Linked DNA regions of Sus scrofa: region 2 is linked to region 1. A link is a contact called in public HiChIP or PLAC-seq data. All regions are on one chromosome and are shown on one strand. Each heading gives the region's core, a stretch centred on a gene start, on an enhancer-like site or on the middle of the called end of the contact. The rest is flanking DNA. Distances are from core to core; before and after follow the strand shown.

Region 1 (4,268 bases), core at 932-3,431:
ACAAAACTGAGGGAAAGAAAGCACTGATTTGAAATTATCTTCTTTTAAGTGTGGATGGAAAATTAAGAACACTTCCAATTTTAAAGTTCTAAGCACAAAACCTGGGTATGTCATGTGGTGAACCTGCTTCTTCAATTGGAGATGAACCCAGCCGCCAATGGAAAGAATCCACACGCTAATGAACAGCAAACTACAAAATGATGGTCCACATGAAGAAGCCAGTGACTCTGCATTTGATTCTTCCACCTTGGCTCATTCCCAAAAGTTCAGGCTTTGAAGTCCTGAAGTCTTCTTTAGCATTTAACTAGTTCTTTGTTGGTGGAAGGGGCTGGGACTGTCTCTCCACAAGTAAACTGATCCTAAGGCGGAACAAGAAATTACATTCATCACCAAATGTCTGTGTCACAGATGCATCAATAGCAAACATTTATTTTGTTACAGATTCAATTCAGCTCTATTAAACGTAAGTTTTTCCATTCCTTTACCACTTCATCCTCATTCAATGAGTCAATCTCAGCACCAGAATCATCATCTCTACTTAATAAGTAATCACTAATATTCACCAGATACAGAGCAGCCTTCTTTATTGCCTTCCCCAAAGCAAAATGAGTTAACGAATTTGAGTTTTTAAAACTTTAATTTACAATATAGCTGCTTATTAATGTTTTTTTCCTGTTTGTTTTTGGTTTTGAGGGCAGCACTTGCTGCATATGTACGTTCCCAGGCTAGGGGTCAAATCAGAGTCACAACCACAGCAACTCAGGATCTGAGCCGCATCTGCGACCTACACCACAGCTCACTTCAAAGCCCTATCCTTAACCCACTGATCCATGCCAGGGATCAAACCCACATCCTCATGGATACTAGTCAGCCGTAACCCACAACAGCAACTCCCTTATTAATGGTTTTTAATATTTGTTTTAAAAACACAGCATTTACATAACACACTATTAGGTTTTCTTTTTTTTTTTTTTTTTCCTTTTCTTTTTAGGGCCCCAGCCCCGGCATATGGAAATTCCCAGGCTCAGGGTTGAATTGGAGCTACAGCTGCCTACACAACAGCCACAGCAATGCAGTTTCTAGGCTGTCTGCAACCCATACCACAGCTCATGGCAACGCTGGATCCTTAACCCACCGAACAAGGCCAAGGATCAACCCACATCCTCATGGATCCCAGTCGGGATCACTTCTGCAGAGCCACAATAGGAACTTCCCCAATAACACACTATTAGAAAACATTCTCCTGCGCTGACGTATCACAGGCAGACTGCTCTAGGTCTTTGCAACCCTCCTCCCACCTTTTAAAATTTGACCCCTTACTTTGTCATAAATCACTCTAATAATGAGTGAGCAGCTAGGGCACGTTGCCACGTCTTCCCCATTCTCCAAATCTTCCTACAACAAAATCAAACATCGTATGGTCAGCATAGTCTTCCCTTGGTGACCTCCTCCTTCCCCCAAACCTCCCACCTCTATGGGCAAGCTCCTTTGAGGTTGGCCTCCCCACAAAGCATGTGAGAACCAAAACACCTTCCAAGAGAAAGACCAGCCCCACTCTTCCCTGGAAGTGTCATTTGGCGGAAATACCTAGGAGGGTGAGTCAAGGTTCAGTGGCCTCAAAACCCTTAGGAAGACAAAAACACGTCTCTTCCTCCAAAGGAGTATCCCAGAAGTGGATCCTTAAGTGGATAGCGAGAAGACTGATGCCCCTCGCCATCCACACCCTACCCTCCCACCACCGGGGGCCGACTAAGCCAGAACTTGTGCCCACTGATAGCGCAGAGTCATCAACTTCGGGGGAATTCAAAAACGAATAAAGAAGGACGTGGGTAACTATAAGCCGCGCGGATCTATGGCAGAAACGCGGCAAAGGGAAAGCGCGCCTGCTCCGAATTGCCGGGCTGGATTCTGTAGCTACCTTGGTGATGCAGAAGTTATCCCCACACGGGCAGGGGTAGAAGTACGTCTCGGAGTCCTCGTCATATTGGAAGTCCTCGATCTCCACTTCGTCGTGAAACACCGCCATCGTCAATGGGACGAGCAGAAGTCTGTCACCTCCGCTGTCCGACCCAGGCCGGGGCCGGTCCCAACTTCTCCGGCGCCGGCCCAGCCGGCGTCGTCACCGCCCCCTTCCCCGGCGCAGGAATGACCGTTTCCGGCGCATAAACAATGACGTAACTATGGGCTTGAGGCCAAATGGGTGACCGGGTAGCGATCACCTTGGAGATGGCTGAGCTAGGGGGCGGAGACTTGAGTTACCGGCTCTCTCTGCTCTGTGAGGTCCCGCACCGCTCCACCCAGAGGACGGCAGCGACCAATGAAATGTGGGACTCGCTCGTGCGGCTGCTGCGTCACGTCCGGGACACAGGAAGCTCTGCGGAGCCGGGGGAGGGGAACTTGGCCCGGGAGTTAGAACTGAGTCCCCGCGGCAAAAGCGGGAGCGGAGTGGAACTTGCTTACTACGCGGGTATGGAAAGTGCGGCTTCACTTCGCGCACCTTAGACCTTAACCAGACCCCGAGCAAGGCCGCGGCCGGCCTAGGTGGCCTGCACCCGGCCCTCGGCGCTGCTAGGGAAAAGCGGGCGTGGTTTGCTGCGTCTGAGGCGGCGGCGGGAACAGCTCAGCCTCTTGGACCTCTGTCCCTGCCGCCCCAGTGGCGGACGAAAAGCTCCCTTGGAGTTTTGATTCACTGAGTGACCTTGAGCTCAGAGCGACGCGTAGTTTGTAGTTTCGGCTGCACTCGGCTGTTCAGGTACATCCCGCCTCTTCCTCACCCCAGATTATCTTCAGATGCTGTAATTTGGGCGAAAGGACCAAGCAGGATCTGTTAGGCAGGTTGAGTCCTCTTTGCCGAGCACGTAAGATTCTTAACTACAGTCAAGTGTTGCGCTAATTGTAATTCTTCCGTCAACCCTGGGAGTTTAGATGTTATTCCGTATAATTAATCTTTAAACTGAGATACAGAAAGTCAAGTATCTCGACTAAGATCACATACCTAGGAAATGAAGAGCCTGTATGTCCCCAAAGCCTAGGAACAAATTTCTTATATGAACCAGAGTTTCTTTCTGCGAAAGAAATGGCATCAACATGCGTAGTTATTATCTTGTGGTCTTTGTATACCTTGAAGCGGAGTGCAGTTGAAAGGTCATTTGTCTTTGGAGCAGTGCTTGTTCCTGTTGGTGTCAAACGGGGTTTCCTGGGTATTACTCCGTTGGTAGGCATTTATTCAAATCGTGGTAGAGACAGAATGCAGTGAAAGAAGAAATGCTGAGAAACATAAGATAATCTAGCTCTGGGAGCTGGATATTTACGTTCTTTGGGCCTTGCTTCCTCATCTGACAGAAAAAGGTTGAATTAGAGATGATTTACAAGATTCTTTTCAGATCTAACATTCTACTTTTGCATGGAAATTACAACTTTTACTTGGTTCAGCAGTCACTTCTGTCATGTTTAGTTTGTATTTAAATGATACATATGCATAATACATATGTCCACAGCCCTATGCTTATTTATGTATACACACTCAAATGTTTGCATGAAGTTATCAGTTTTGTGCACCCTAAAGTTCCACCTGGTTTAGGCCTTTTAAGGCTTGAAAACCTAAAGGCAGAGGACTCTTTGGGAGAAGATTTAGAAGTGACATTAAAGGGGTTCATAGATTATTTCAGAGGCCTCACAAACATTCCATTTTGCCTAATTGGAAATCTGCATAGCAGTTAGGAAACATTTGTTAAACATTTGTTAAGCTTGTTGAAGTTTAACTGGGATGATTCTGTTGTGAGCAAAGGAAAAATTCCAGCAAAGCCTATGTAGCTCAGAGGCTGCTCCCTGTATCTTTGTAGACACGGGTATTTCCCAGGTCATCTCTTGGAGAGAAGACAGGAGAGTGTCCAGTGTCAGTTCTGTAGTCCCATCCCAGTGATCATTTTGAGGTTGGGAACCATCTTTAGTTCTTTACTACTTTTGGCATAAGTACCTGCAAAATAAAGGTGACTTTTTTTTTTTTTTTTTTTTTTTTTTTTTTTTTTTTTTTAGCACTTGCTCGTTTGTTTTTGCTGAGCCTGTGGCATGTGGAGGTTCCTGGGCCAGGGATCCAACCTGTGCCACAGCAGCAACTGGTCTGCTGCATTGACAATGCCAGATCATTAACCCACTGCACCACAAGAGAACTCCAAGATGAGCCATTTTTGAATGTACAGAAATGGGTGCAGTCATATTTGGCTTATGGAAGTATAAATTGGTAGACCTTTTAGAAAGCAGTTTTAGAA
Region 2 (4,268 bases), core at 840-3,339, 600 kb after region 1:
GAAAGCCATCACTTAGTAACTGCAATGAAACAAGCAGGAAGGAGGAGAAACAACTGCTTACTATGCTGCTTGTGATGAAAGAAGTCTGAGTTTAGCTATTAAAAAGCTGGGGGCTGAGAACTGCACATGTCAGAGGAACATGCTGCTTCCTGTCACCAGATTGAAGGAATGGTACCTGCAGCCTGACTGGCTGTGCGATGCAGAAGTACAGCCATAACAACTGCAGGCGTGTGACCAGCGACTTGTGGGAGACAAGCACTTAGGGGGATGAAAAGGAAACTGGCACAGGCCTCGCTCTTCTGGCATCATTCGTTACAGGTCTGCCAAGATGCTTTGGGAAACATTTTAATTTAAATGCCAAGTCTATTTCAACGAAGTCTCCCTGGCTTGACCTGTTGGGAGTCCAGACTGAGATGGATAGGTGCTCCTTTTGGAGAGCATTAGGCGAATTAGATGGTGGCTATAGAAAAAACATCTTGGATATGTCCCCACTCACCCTGGGAAACTCATAGTACCAGTTGCTGGATATATTACTCTCACAGCATGTTACTAGTGATTGGTAAATGCAAGAAAAGGCACAAATATCTCCAGGTGTTTATTCAAAATATCAAAATTAGAGGACTTCAAGAAAAAAGGCCCAGCATTCTTCCTCTCCTCCCCTCAGCATACTCACCGACTCCTCTTATATAGATTCAATAAGGCAGATTAAGAACCTGATTTGAACTATTTGAATACATTTTCCTGCAAAAATATCACAAGACGAAAAAATAGAACCAAACTAAAAAAAAAAAAAAAAGGATGGGACTGTATAAAATATTAAAACATTGTTGTCCATCGATGTGAAAATATTTCTGTTAACGTGTAGGCCCAGGTTGGCGTCAGATGGGTTACAAAAACATGAATCCAGAAGATCAGAAGAATTAAAAACGCCCCCAAGAATAACACGAAGGTATTTGAAGTTGCTTCAGAGGCAAGGGCGGGTATGCATGTGTATGTAAAACTCCTTTCCTTGAGGGCTATTTGGCAGTTTGTTACAACATCATGCTAAAGAAAGCAAGGTCTTTAAGTTTACCCCCCAGCGGACTATTAGTTTCTCCTTCTTGCCCTGCGGGAAGCGCATTCCCGAAAAGAAGACACACTAGTTGGAGAAGAGCTGGGTGCTAGAGAAGGGCTGACGGCTGGAGCCGGGGAGCCTGGGACAGAGAGGTGGGTGGGGCCAGGCTTGGGTGCGGCCTCGGGTACCAAGCTGTGGAGTTTGGGCCCTGCCTGGCTCCAAGGATGGAGATCTAGGGGAAGTACTTGCACGGGGGAGCAACGTGATCAGGGTATTTAGGCGGGTCACTCTACCTAAAGCATTGGCGTAAAGGGGAAGGAGGGGGACCAGAGTGACGAAGGACGAGCTGTAGTGATCCAAGTAGGATCCTGCCTCCAAAGATGTGCCTGACCTAGGGCGGGTCGTCAGAGAGCCTGACCAGCTGCCGTCCCTGGCGGCGGGATCAGGAAGGGCACCGGGAGTGAGGGACGATGGTGATAAATCCCTGGAGGACGATTTAGAGGGCACAGAACAGGCTCGGCCCAGGTCCTCTGCTTCTCACCTCTCTTCCCCTCCCGCCCCTCCCCAGCATCCTTGCAACCAGTTGAATCAGTTGAAACATTCACATTTCAGGAGCTCAAAGGAACGGAATTGATTTCTGTATGTGAAGTGTCTGACCCAAGGGGTAAGCCCAGAGGGGAACGTCCAGAGGGTCTTCTCCCGAACTGGGCAGAAATGGAACGAGTCCCGCGTGAGGGGCGGAGTAGGGGGGCGCTCAGCGGCCGAGCTCCGAGCTCTAGACTTTCGTGCGGCCCCGCGGCCTGCGCGGTCGTTGCCCCTCGGGGCGCTGGCGGGTGATTGGCAGTTGCCGCAGCTCTAGGGGGACTGGGGGACCTCCGGGACCCGCGGCCCCTTCCCGTCGCGGTCCTCTGGGCGGTGAGGTTCCCGCGGCCCGATGAGCCGGTCGGGCGGGAGCAGCCGCGACGGCGGCCACCTCGGGCGGGAGTCCGGCGGCTCGCGGTGGGTCGGAGCGGCGGGGAGGGTCCCTGCGGCCTGTAGGGGGCAGCGCCGAGCCCGGGAGGAGACGGCCGCGGCGGGGTGGGCGAGTCTCCGCCGCCCTGCCCGCGGTGCGCTTCCCTGGAGCCGCCGGCCCAGGTGGGGTCCTGGGGAGACGTGGTGGGCCCGGCGCGCGACGGCCTTCGGGAAGTTGGGGTCCGGGGAGACCCCACCGTCGCCGCCGCGCGCCCGGGGCCGAGAGAGTCTGGGGAGGCTCCTCCGCGTGGCCGAGGCGCTTCTGGGAGCCTGCCGCTTCCCCGAACCCGAGGGGGCCGCCCCGGTGCCCGCGCGGTGGGTGCCCCGAGCCCCGGGGTGGGCGCCCGGTTCTCCGGGGTGGGGCCTCGCGCCCCGGCCGCGCGGGGTTTGTGGCGCCCGCGGCGGCGCGTGTGCCGGGCGTGTTTCCGTCCCGGGTGCCGGGCGCCGGGCCCCGCCGCCGTGCTGACTGTGTCTCTCTTCTCCCCCTGCAGGAATCTTCCGATAATCCTGCCGCCGCGACTCTAACCGTGCGCGAGGCGAGCTCGAAACCAACAGCACATCTAAATTTAAAAAAAAAAAAAAAAAGCGGAAGAAGCGGCCGAGGCGGCGGCGGGAGGAGGAGAGGAGGAGGGGCCGCGCGGCCCGAGGCGGCGGGGACGCGGGGACGCGGGGACGCGGCTTTGTGCTGGCGGGTCGCGGGGCGCCCATGGCGGAGTGCGGCCGGGGGGGCGCCGCCGGCGGGGCCCTGCCCACCTCCCCGAGCCCGGCCCTCGGGGCCAAGGGCGCCCTGAAAGCCGGGGCCGGGGAAGGTGGCGGCGGTGGCGGCGGGCTCCACGGCCACGGGCGGGCGCGCTATGACAGCGCCGGGGTTTCCAACGGAGACTGCAGCCTCGGCGTGTCCGGGGACGAAGCCCGAGCCAGCCCAGCCAGGGGCCCCCGAGGCGCCGCGCTCGCTCCAACCCCCGGCCCGGCCGCCTGCCCCCTCCCCCGGGAGAGCAAGCCGGGCGGCCTGCCCCGGAGGAGCAGCATCATCAAGGTAGGTGGGAGAGGGGCACCCTCCGCCCGCCCCGCGCCGTCCACGGGGGCTCTTCCTGAGGGGAGTGCTGGTGTCAGGAGAGGGTTGTACCAGGAGCCCCTGCTGACGGGAGCTAGGGATGCACTGGTGCTTGGGGTGGTTGAGCAGGGATTGGGTGCATATGGCATTTGGGAAGAATGGAGAGGTGGTCCCGAATGTGCAGGGGAGCTGTGCTCAGACATCTCCCGTGCAACTTAGGGCTGTCACCTCTCCCAGGATTGGCCTGAAATGATGGCCTGTACCTGCTGGGCAGGGCACGTTCTCCTGGGGTAACCTAGGCTGGTAACAGACTCCTTGTAAGGTTTCTATTGTATGTTAAAGACAGTGATTACGTGAAAACATTTTCTTAAAAATCCCAGGCAGCAAACAGATTATTTAATAGTTTTCTCCCCCCACTCTGCCTATGGCCGCTTCTTGGTAGCAGTTAGACTCAGAGGACACAAAAATCCCTGGTCACTCAACCACTCGGAGAAATGGAGTATGTTTTTGAACGCAGATGCAGATTTTGGCTTTCTTAGGGTCAAAAGCGCGGAGACATTACAGTCCTGCACGGTTTAATTTTTTCTTGCTACAGTAGGCAGGCCTCCAGTTCTGTGGAAGTTCTTTTGGGCAGTTTGCTTGGTTTTGATATCTTTTGCCTGGTGTTGTTTAGCAGGAGGAAGTCAGCGATTGTTTTGTGCATAATAAACTCTTCAAGTACTATTAGGAACTCCTGAGTTTGGGTGGCTTCATTCTAATAGTACATTTTGGTCTGCAGTGTATACATATTTCTCCTGACATGAAGTGAGAAAAAAAAAAGTTAATTAGCTAAGAAGCGCAGAGCCTTGGGTAGGACTAGCTCCTTCTGCTCAAGTTTGGAGCAAATATGGAAACGTTGCTTTCTGAAAATTGAGAGGTCACCAGGACAGTGAGCAGCAAAGCACCTTGACAGGGCTGCACCCACCCTTCCTGTGGTGAGTAATTGGTGGGAGAGGCAGGCAGAACGGGCCACAGTGAAGAGAGTTGGCAGTGTTGGTATTTGAAATTTAATTGGACCTAGAGAAACCTTCAGAGCCCATGTAAGTGATGGTGTTATCAGTTTCTGCAGTTATCTAGTGAAATATACCACCTTGCTACTCTATGTAACAG

What was found. HiChIP or PLAC-seq counts read pairs in DNA pulled down with a chosen protein or histone mark.
Region 2: a contact with region 1 is called in an H3K27ac HiChIP or PLAC-seq map of alveolar macrophages. The contact joins the promoter of PLCL2 here to the promoter of OXNAD1 in region 1. A contact is called at or near these places in 1 of 5 promoter capture datasets (fetal liver), 2 of 47 Hi-C or Micro-C datasets (embryonic fibroblasts and liver) and 1 of 2 datasets of contacts at active chromatin or transcription factors (alveolar macrophages).

What each region holds. Positions count from the first base shown.
Region 1 is chr13:3,393,705-3,397,972 of Sscrofa11.1, forward strand. OXNAD1 (oxidoreductase NAD-binding domain-containing protein 1) reads left to right here and starts at 2,182. Exons shown (of 8, transcript XM_001925300.5): 1 at 2,182-2,467. The coding sequence starts at 2,197. It overlaps DPH3 (diphthamide biosynthesis 3), which reads right to left and starts at 2,152. Exons shown (of 3, transcript NM_001243616.1): 1 at 1,919-2,152; 2 at 1,321-1,395; 3 at 1-359. The coding sequence starts at 2,026. The coding sequence ends at 294.
Region 2 is chr13:3,990,141-3,994,408 of Sscrofa11.1, forward strand. It overlaps PLCL2 (inactive phospholipase C-like protein 2), which reads left to right and starts at 2,090. Exons shown (of 7, transcript XM_021069677.1): 1 at 2,090-2,188; 2 at 2,557-3,101. The coding sequence starts at 2,772.